2 separate regions of the Zea mays genome follow, and region 2 is linked to region 1. The links are chromatin contacts, called in public Hi-C maps. All regions are on one chromosome and are shown on one strand. Each heading gives the region's core, a stretch centred on a gene start, on an enhancer-like site or on the middle of the called end of the contact. The rest is flanking DNA. Distances are from core to core; before and after follow the strand shown.

What was found. A called contact is a pair of places that touch in the nucleus more often than the background predicts.
Region 2: a Hi-C map of tassel shows a contact between it and region 1, with 2.5 times the contacts expected there. The contact joins the promoter of LOC100284331 here to the enhancer-like site in region 1. A contact is called at or near these places in 2 of 25 Hi-C or Micro-C datasets (ear and tassel).

Annotation. Positions count from the first base shown.
Region 1 is chr2:79,624,424-79,629,857 of Zm-B73-REFERENCE-NAM-5.0, reverse strand. No RefSeq gene overlaps it. Among protein-coding and RNA genes, the nearest start is that of LOC100284331, 260 kb to the left of the region's middle. Within about 2 kb of position 2,992, at least 18 of the 20 cell types and tissues checked have an H3K27ac peak or open chromatin away from gene starts, as enhancers often do. A contact at or near this core is called in ear and tassel, where this site is marked.
Region 2 is chr2:79,883,975-79,889,408 of Zm-B73-REFERENCE-NAM-5.0, reverse strand. It overlaps LOC100284331 (mitochondrial import inner membrane translocase subunit Tim17 family protein), which reads right to left and starts at 2,674. Exons shown (of 4, transcript NM_001157226.2): 1 at 2,534-2,674; 2 at 2,318-2,431. The coding sequence starts at 2,639.

The DNA of each region.
Region 1 (5,434 bases), core at 1,743-4,242:
GTGGCGCTGACAGACGGGCCAGGGCGTCAGGCGCGCGTGCGCGAAGCGGTATCCCGCGGTCCGGGCCGTGCGATCAAGATGGGACGGGGGAAATCAGACCGGGGAAACAGACGTGCGCGAAGCGGCGCCGCTCCTCTCTGCGGCGGTGAGGTCGCCGGAGTTGAGGCAGGCGTGAGGTAGGGTGGCTCCGGGGTCGCCGGAGTTGGGTAGAGAGGGAGAGGGCGCCACGGCGAACTCAATGGCGGGGAAGGGGCCATGAATCCACTGGCGGAGAGGGTAGAACGGCGGTGAGAAGGCCTCGGGCGGGCCGGAGAAACTCCGGTGAGCCATTCCGGCCACGGGGAGGGGTCCTAAGGCGCGCTAAGGCCTTGGCTAACTTCAGCAGAGGCAGGGGTGACACAGGGGCCTACTCCGGTGAACTAGACCACACTAAATCGGCCGGCCACCGCGCGAGCACGGCGGACCGCCGCGGCCGAGCATCGGCGAAGGTAAAATTGGTCGAGCACAGAGCGCAATAAGGGAATTTGGGCACGGGCAAAGGTCTCTCACCTCATGGCAGAGCTCGGGGAGGCTTGGAGCGGTCTCCGGTGAGCTGGATGGCCGGGAACGCGGGCGCGGGTCTCCGGCGGCGGCTGGCGGCGTGAGCAGAGCGCGAGAGAGGGCGAAGCTGCGCGAAATGAGGTGATGGGTGTGCGCGGGGCACTAGCGGGGCTCTAAAAAGGGAGCTGGGCGTGTGGGCGGGCGTCGTGGCCGAGAAATCTGGAGACGTGCGTGAGTGAGCACGCGCCGGTCCACGACGAGCGCGGAGGGGGCGGAACTGACAGGTAGGGTCCACGGCGCAGAGAGAGAAGAAAGGGGTGCGCGGGGCAACGGCTCGGCGACTGGCGATCCGGGCCCGTGAGACAAAGAGAGAGGGAGCGCGCGGGCGAGGGAAACTGGCGCCGACAGATCGGCCCCACTCGGCAGCGAGCGAGAGAGGGAGGGCGCGCGCGAGGGAGGACTACCGCTGACAGGCGGGGTCCACCTGTCAAACGGCGCGGGCGTGCGGGCGCGCGGCCTAGCTGGGCTTAGTGGGCCGACTAGGCTGCTTTCTCCTTTTCTTTTTTCTCTGGATTTTCTAATTCATTTTCTATTTCTTTTTCTATAGGGTTTTCAAATCCAAATTCAAACTAGGTTTCAAATTCAAATAAATTCAAACTTGTGCGACACTTCAAAGAATATTTTAAACTCAGCATGATGCAACATGTCATGATTCATAAGGTTTTGACAAAAATAAATAATTAACCTCCACTAGTTTAGGCTATCTCTAATCAAAAAGGAAAAAAGGGAGAATGAATCTAGAGAGAGAGAAAACCTAGAGTGCGAAAAAGAAGAGTAACACATAATTTTGGGTGATAATTAGAAAGAAATTTTATACCCCAAAATCAGGGTGTTACAGACGTAATTTGAGAAGAACCTAGTTTGAACTTGTTTCTAGAAACCCCTATCAATACCCCAACCAAAACGGAATTTTCGGTCTGCGCTTTGATTTCTGAGTAGCTCGGGTTGATACTTCGAGAACCATCTTCTTCCCCCGCGTAAACTTTCTGTGAAGTTTGAGAGTTTTTTGAGCATCTTAGCATGCTCGACACCGCCGAACCATAGCGAGGCACTGCCGGCCAGGAGCGTGTTAATGTCGCTCGACCTTTTCTACTCTTCTGTTGCTGAATTTTTATAGAGTTTGGTTGAGTGTTCTTCAGGCTTTTAGTACATTCAAAGACACTGGTTTGCATTGTACTCTGATATGCTGCTTTGAGTCTCTAGAAGGTATTGGGTTGAGTTTTGGGAACAAAGTCACATACTCGCAAGTCAAGAATTTTTAGTAGCTCCCATTCACATTTCCCTCTGGTTGCCTCACGAGTCCTTCAATCTAGAGGATGGTGTGAGTGCTAATGAGAAAGAAAGATCATATGGTTCTATTATGATGGAAAGATTGACCAGTTCACCGAACAGTCAAATTGATCATGTGCTTCAGGTGACAAAACTTCGCTCCACTTTGACCTTATATTTTTGGCTTGCTGTTCCTATTTGCTTTATCGTTTACAGGGCGGCGTTTGGATGCCTTCATTAAAATCATAGAAAGGATGTCTATTAAACTATTCTATGAGAGAGATCTAGTTGAGGAAGAAACTCCCGTGGTGTTTTCGGATCATGCGGCAATTAAGGAATTCTGCAGAAAGGTGAGAGCTTACACAAGAAAAATGGACGATGATGCGAACTGCCAAGCCTCGTGATGGTATGTGTGCATTTCTCATTTCCTTTTTAGCCTTCGAACACACTTTGAAATTCTGCTGATCGATGAACCAGAACAAGTGGAAGACCCTGGTTCGCGCTGCAAATATATCCCCGCAGCAGCGATGTAACACCCCAAAAAAACCTTAAATTTGGGATCTAGGGGAAAACATCATCCAAAAAATTAAAATGAAAGTGATTGAATAAAGAAAATGCTCACATGAATTAAAAATACTTTATATTTAGAAATCTTTTCTAAATATTTAAACTAAAGTATTCTTATTAGAGATTATGTTCTCTCAACATAAATAAGTAATAACGATTGGATTTTAAGTTGGATTAAACATTTAAAAGGCTATTTTCTCAAAATAAAACTCTTGTTTGCGAATTGCATATTTAGAAGTATTTCCTAAATATGACAATAAATAAATAATTCCTATAAATATAACTTGCATACCATGCCGAAGTTTGTTTGTGCATTTATGTGTAAATTCAAAACCGAATTTTAAATTGAAAACAGAAATAAAAGAAAATAAAAGAAAAATACCTGTTCTGGGCCGAAACCACTCTTTCTCGGCCCGTTTCCCTTAGAATCCTGTCCGCGCGTCCCAGTCGAATCAGCGTGGCCCAACCTCCTTTTACCTCCCCACGCTAGCCCAACTCAGACTTTCGCCGACAAGTGGGTCCCTAGCGTCGGCCTCACCTCCACCGCTTGCGCCCTTGGACCCCGTATTGGCTACCACACCGACTGGTGGGGCCGCTTTGTCGGCACTTCCCGTGCTCACGTCTAGTTGGCAGCGCTGCTATGTGGGCCAGGTTTGTCAGGTGTTTCGTTTACCACGGCGCAAGCTCGTGTAACCGCCGGCCATGGATCCCAATAACCAACTCTGCAATGCCTAGGTGTTTCTCCTCCGCCCCGAACTAGATCTCCTCAGTTATAAGTATCACGGTCTCCCCTCCCCTTTCTCCCATCGAGTTCATCCCTCGTCCGCAGCATGAGAAAGGAAGCAGAGAGTTGTGTGCCGTGGGAGCCGAGCCGGGAGAGAAGGAGAGACGACGAGCGATTCGCTCGCGGACGTCGTCGTTCAGAGCATGCGTGGAGGCTGAGGAGCATCGCATGCGTGGTTCGCGTCCGAGGAAACTGCTGGGCGCGGGAGGCCTCGATGACCCTAGAACTGCTCGCCGTGGATCCGCCGCACAAGGATGATGGCCACCGTCGTGGTCCCGCATCTCCGTTGTCATCTTGTGTGTGCGGTGTGGTCGAGGATGATCGCCAGATCGTGTGCGAACCCTTCGCGGTGTTGTCGGGCGGAGAAGACCACTATCCCCGTACGAATTGCTCGCCGGAGACAAGGCTCCGCTACAGACCTGCCATGCCGCGTGGGCAGCTAGCTTCGCATTCCCAACCACTGGTGACATACCATGAACCTTATTTGCCAATGTCTCCTCTCCGCGTAGCACGTTTCGGTTGGGGCAAATAGTTACCATAGAGCCGGGTTGCTGTTCACCAGCGTGGGTGCCGCCGCGGTGGGGAGGGCGCCGCCGTGTTTCGGTTGGGTTGGGGAAGAAGAATAGGAGCCGCTGAATCTTAGATGTGTGGCTCTGATTGAAAATGGCGACACATTTGGTGAGGCTTAACCCAGATCGTTGGATCGAGATCCAACCGTCGATATAGGGTACCAGTTCGGTTTAAAAAGGGATTTAATATGAGTCGTTAAGTCGGGATCTGAGGGCTGTAATTGATACCATTTCATAATCCTGCCGATCGGATTTCAGCCACCAAATCGCGATCGTACGGCTGATATAACATGATACCCCTTCGGTCATGGCGTTTTTGTTAAAGTAACCAACCCGCAGTCCACCTCAATGCAAATATCCTCACTGTGTCCAAAACTTTATGAGTTTGACCTGGAACCTTTAGAATATCAAACCCATCGTTCATATTTTATCTAGAAAATATAAAATAAATATAGAAATTTATTTTAGTATAAAATAATTCTAGAATCTCAGAAAATTTATAACTAATCCATTTTAACTCCAAATTTAGTGATTCTCGAACTACGGTTTCATCTCGACGTGTATAATATTATCACACAGTTTGTTTTCATGTTTTAGTGTAATGTTATTATATCCATTATCTAATTATTTGTATGTATTGCTACGACTAGGAGTGAAGTCACGAGGAACCGGAAGTCCAAATTTGAGGAGTCCTTGGATTTGCAAGTATAAGGCAAGTTGTACCCTTGATCACTTTCTTTACTTAATAATGTTTCTGATAATCACCGTAAAATGTTAAGTTAAGCTAATGGAACCTAATAGGTTGCCTAGTTTGTTCACCCTACACCTTGCAAACAAATGATCTATTTGGTAGTCTTGCTATTGCTCTACCTGGTTTTAGGATCAATATTATATCTGAACTATGATCATGCTTTATTATTATTGTTGGCTCAATTATTTTTCATGATAAGATTATTATGTTAATTGGAACATGGAGCGACCACCCAAGAAAACAGTGCTACCACAAGGGTAGAATGGGATACCCTTGGCTGATTAATTAGGAAAGCTAGTGTTAGTTAACCCTTTCTCGAAAGGGGCAAGCTCGGTGGGGAAGTTGTTGGTATAGGGAGGTTCTCGGGACGATCGTACTCCGATGGATTTTCGAACGAGGGATTCCTATATCGCTTCCTTCTGTCTGAAACTGTAGTTGGTTCTCTCATGCTAGTGAAACTTTGGAAAGGCCTCGCAGTGTACCCTCACCTACTCACCTTGAAAGTGTTTAAGGGCCCGACCAACCTGAGGCGACAAAGGGAACATGTCTTGTGGGTAAAGATGTGCAACCTGTGTAGAGTGTAAAACTGGTATATCAGTCGTGCTCACGATCAAGAGCGGCTCAGACCTTCACATGAGTAATTTATAGAATTAAACTTAACATGTCATTTGCATTGCATCGTGGAATTTATTATTAATTGTGATCAATTATTTAGTTGGGCTGGTATACACTTATACTTAGTAATTGCTAATAAAATTTTGAACAATTTATTAAAAGCAATGCTCAGCCTTAACCATTTTGCTTGTTAAGTCTTACACTTTATATGAGTCCTCACCGTAAGTGAGCTCATGCACATTATTCCCCACACTTGCTGAGCGATGAACGTATGTGAGC
Region 2 (5,434 bases), core at 1,425-3,924, 260 kb before region 1:
GGACGGAGTTCCCTCGTTCGCCTGGACTTGGATGAACTACATCTGCGCGCCCTCCTCCAAATTGTAGCTCGCCATCCACACCTCCTCCTCCATAATCCGTTGTTGATAAAAGTACGACTCACAACGACTTATGAAGAGGAGGGGTCAGACTTGCCGTCGTAACGGGGGAAGTCCATCTTCTGGAACCGAGGCGGCCGGTCGTTGTAGTGTTCGCCGGTTCTCAGGCGGGGTCCGTTGGAGGACGACGCTGAGCGATCAGCGGCGAGAGCCTGGATCGCTGCGGCGTTGGCCTGGACGGCGGTCTCTAGGGCCTGCATTTTGACCGCGAGCGTCTCCAAGGTGGTCTTGATGTCGTCACCCATGTTGTTGGCGGTGGATTATGGAGAATGTGCGGCTACTGGTGGTGGAATAACGTCGTTGCTGGTGGTGGAGGATGGAGATTGGGCAGCGGCTGGTGGTGGGAAAGTGGCGGCTGGTGGTGGAGATGAGGATCGCCGGGATCGCGATACCAGGTTGTCAAGGGCTATGTACCCTCGGGTAGCTGGACCGCGGCTACGTAATTCGTAGCCGCCGTCCGTCTTCTTCGGCGAGGTATTCCTCAGTCGCAGGCTTAGTGAAGACAGGGAGATAGGAGATCAGGGCTAATATCTTTCTTAACTTTCAAATTGCGGCTTACATGGATATATATGGCCCATGGCCCCAACTGATCAACCCTATACTTTAGGATCTAAGCTAACACTAATCCTTATCTTTCCTAACTTCCCTCCTAGCGGTTACCTAACCTATCCAACCAGATAGGTTGCTTCCAGCGTGTTGCTGCGCTCGGCCTCTGCCTGTGCCACACGCTCAGCCGCCCATCGTACATCCCTAGCCCTACAACGTCTGGCATACTTGAGTCCCCACATGGCAGCATCTCTGTAGACAGTGGCGCATCTACACAACCGGATAGCGGAGCTGACGTGAGGCAATGTGGGCACGACCACGACGGCGCATCTAGGCATCTGCACGAGCACGATTGAGGCGATGCGCGAGACAAAACTATTCAATTGAACTGACAAATGAACCGAAGAAACTAACACCGAATTCGTCAATTTTGTGTTTTTTTGCGTCTAACTGATTGGCTCTTGATTTCTAGAAACTGAAGTTTATAAAAACAAACAAACCAAACCGAATTCTTGGTTTAAATTGATTGCCCACTCCAAAATTCCACACCACCATCTCTTGAGCAGCACGTCGTCAACCTAACCCCACCCTCCTCCCATCATCTCTGATGGCTCCTACTGCTCCTTGTCACCATGGTAACATGTCGAAGTGAGTTTTCAACATATCAATGCTTCTTACCCTCTGTACTCTGCCACCCATGTTAGTATCCCCACTGTCTCGACACCAAACCAACAAAATTCGATGAGCATCCTTCTAAATCCAAATATCTTCCACCCTTAACCCCCCCCACCCCGAAGTTTATGGAAACCAAATAAACTAAACCGAATTCTCGGTTCAAACTGATTGCCCACTCCTAAATTCCACACCACCATCTCTTGAGCAGCACGTGGTCGACCCAGCCCCACCCTCCTCACATCATCTCTAATGGCTCCCACTACTCCTTGTCACCATGGTAACATGTCGAAGTGGGTTTCCAACATCTCAATGCTTCTTACCGTCCGTACTCCGCCACCCATGTTAGTATCCCCACTGTCTTGACACCAAACAAGCCAAATTCTACGGGCACCTTCTAAAACTAGATATCTTCCACCCTTAACCCCCCACCCCCAATCTCCAAATTCCAAACCCTAGTCGACATTGAGAATCTTGGTCTTGTGGGGGTGGTCTCGAGGGATGGATCTCACCGTAATGGGAAAGAGAAAAAAATCAGGTATCATGTGGGCAGAGAAATACTCTAATAGTAGCAATCCTGAAAAACAATAACTACCTCATAGATCTAGCTATGCCTGAAAAACAAGTCACCAGCAATTGCATGACTTCTTTGGTCATTTTGAGTAAACGAACACCAACCAATTTAACTTTCACAAATCTAGCTATGCCATAGTACCCAGAAATACGTCCAGCAGCCAGCAAGCCTGTAAATGCCAGTTGATACATTCAATCCGATCATAACTTTAGCAAGCAAAATTTATGTAACAGAAAAAATGAAGTACAACAGCAAAACCTCACCCACACCAGGAATCATCAAATTATAAGACGAAATTCTACCCACAGTGTGTAAAGCCTAATTTAGAACGGCAGAACCAGTCTCCGTTCATCCCAAAGCCAAACTTTGCAACCCATCAATGGGATGTTCATGGAACAGAGACCTCACCTCCGTAGCATCCAGCAACGATGGCGAGGTTCGCGGCGTAGGTGACAGCGGCGCGGGCGGCGCCAAGGCGCGCCCGGTGCCGCGACAGCAGCCCGAACGCGGCTCCAAGCACACCTGCACAGCAACCGAATCGACAAAACTTAAACGAGGAACGCCTGCCCAGCGCAGGACCTGACCCGAGAAACGTAAACGAGGACGGGAATGGAGACGACTCACCAGCCGCGACGGCCGGCAGAATGATCCGTTCCCTCCAGTCGGCGAGGAACGAATCGGTAGATCCCGGCGTCCCTGAGCCGGCAGCCTCATCGGTAGGAGCAGCCATCCTCGTGACGCCGGCGGCGGTTTTTGACTCGAGGTGACGGTCGACGGAGCACGGCTTGGGTGTTGGAAATTCGGGCTACGAACTTGCGTGATTCGGCCCGCTGATTTGTGAACTGCGATGGGCCATGGCTCATGGGCTAGGCAAGGAGGCCTGTCGGCATAGAGACGGGTTTGTTTGGTTATCGCCTGAGCGCTGGTCAGTCAACTCAATTTAGGCCTTGTTTGGGTAAAAAAATGATTGAAGTGAATTGAAGTGTATTTTAGGGTTTGAAACAGAAATTAGTTCATATTACACTTCAATACACCTTATATTACCTCAATCCACTCCAATCCAAGATTAGTGAAACAAGCCATGAAAACGAGTCGGGTATACCCGCCGGGTACCGGATACGGATAGTGTAAATACCCGTTTTTCGGATACGGATACGGATATTTTTATATTCGGAACGGATACGGTTAATACCCGGATAGTGCAGCTTCGTATTCGGGTCGGATACGGAGCCAATACTACCCGGTAAATACCCAGATATTCGGGTCGGATACGGGTACCCATTTTTTCTTTTTCTGCATAATAATATAGTTATAAAATCATAACTTTTACATATGAAATCAGATGAAAATAAAGTTTATATGAAAATTTATGAGCTCGGAGAGATCTATAACTTTGTAGTACATCACATTTTTGTTTAAACACATCTTTAGGTCAAAATCATTGAAATAGTGTTCAAATTTATATCAAATTAATAGGCTTTATCATTTTCATGTGGGGACTCAAGGTTATCTCCATGTGAGAACTGAAGGTTATTTTTTTTATAGACTATTTATTAGTATTGGTAACTTTTTTCAATTTTCCGTCGACGCTACAATATTTTTATGAATTTAATTGTATTTTGATGATTTCCTACAACAAGAAATTAATAATACACCAAATAGCCTCAAATTTTTAAAAATTTTACGAAGGCACACCATATGTTCATATATAACCATAAAAATGTTTGGATCATAAGATCTATAAGAATCACTTGTTTCTTCCATTTCACTTTAACTTTTTTGTATGAGCTACATGTGAAACTGCTCTAAGTATCCAAAGTTTCAACATAATCAGTATTTTACTTTATCATTTTCATGTGAGGACTTGAGTTATCTTCGTATAGAATATTTATTAGTTTTTGTAACTTATTTGCAATTTTTGAGTGAAACTAGAATATTTTATGAATTTAAGTGCATTTTGATGATTTTCTATAGAAAATAATAATAATACAAAAATAGCCCAAACAATTCATAAATTTTTACGGAGACACAACACATATCCACATATAGTTCTCAAAAACATTTGGACTATAAAATCCACAAGATGCTAGTGTTTCTTCCATTCCACTCCTACTTATTGCGTGAGTTACACGTAAAATCACTTCATGTATCAAAGTTTCAACATAATCAATACTTCACTTAACATTTTTGCAATTTTGGATCGAACTAGTGTATTTTATGAATTTAATTATATTTTGATGATTTTATGTAGACATTTCTTCTATTTTATTTCCACTTATTGCGTGAGTTACATGAAATCACTCTAAGTATCCAAGTTTCAACATAATCAATACTTCACTTTACCATTTTTATGTGGGAACTTGAGATTATCTTCTTATAAAATGTTTATTAGCCTTGATAATTTACTTGCAATTTCGTGGCCGAACAAGAATATTTTATGATAACCAACTAATGTAATATCCGACAAGTATCCGATATCCGACCAAATAATATTTGTACCTTCTCATTATTCTATTTCTCTTTCTTTTCAACCAATCACTCTTTTCTTCCATCCTTTTTTTTACTCTTCGATATCTTTGAGTTCCCATTTTTCCCCTTCATCTAACATAATAAAAGACGAAATACAGGAAGAAACCCGGATAAATATCCGGTACCTGTATCTGTATCCGTCTCGTTTCTAACTATCCGTATCCGATCCCGAATCCGTTTTAAATACATTAGGGTAGGATACAGGATGAGCTACTATCCGTCCGTATCCGTCCGTTTTCACCCCTAACTCAATTCATAGTCCTACACATCTAAAATCGGACGTCTGGAATTGCTGCCTGGGCCAGGTAGGTTTCTCACTCTTCAAACCAAACAAGCCAAATGCACCATGAACCCGACTTCCCAAGCAATCCCATGTGTTTGGCTCGAGGGTGAATTAAATTGGGTTGCGTGATCAGATTGGATAAGGGCTCGTTCGTTTCGGCTGGATTGGCCTGATTTTGGACTCCTTCGTGATAGAATAAAATGGCTCGGTTTGAAATCTCTACTATATTAAAGCATTAGTTTCAATGGTCGTCTCGCGTCATCTTTTTACAAAGAACCCCTTGTATTTCTTCAAAATCAACTCGCGGTACCAGATCATATTCCATCCCTATCCTATTTGTTTGCACAACAGCGTTCGCAACAATTGTCGCCCTAGCAACAAACCTCGTCCATTTCGCAACAACCTCCACCCTGCTTCTTCTGTCGTTGCACCGCCACCGGCGAGGAGGATTAGGGCGCTCGCCTCCGGATAAGGATGTTCACTAGGTGATAAAAGTTGCATCGAGTCCAGCCAACTATGAACCTCCTCGGCGCCAAAAGGGACCGGGAGCCCGTCTCCTAGCTCACTCGTCTTCTGCTCCGACGCTAGCTCCGCTCCTCTCATCCCATGGGCGACGTGGCATTAACAGTAGATCTACCTAATGTGCTCTTTGTCTGGTCAAAGTTGTTCTCATCGGATTTATTATTGGTAGAGACCGCTCTAATTGTCGTGTT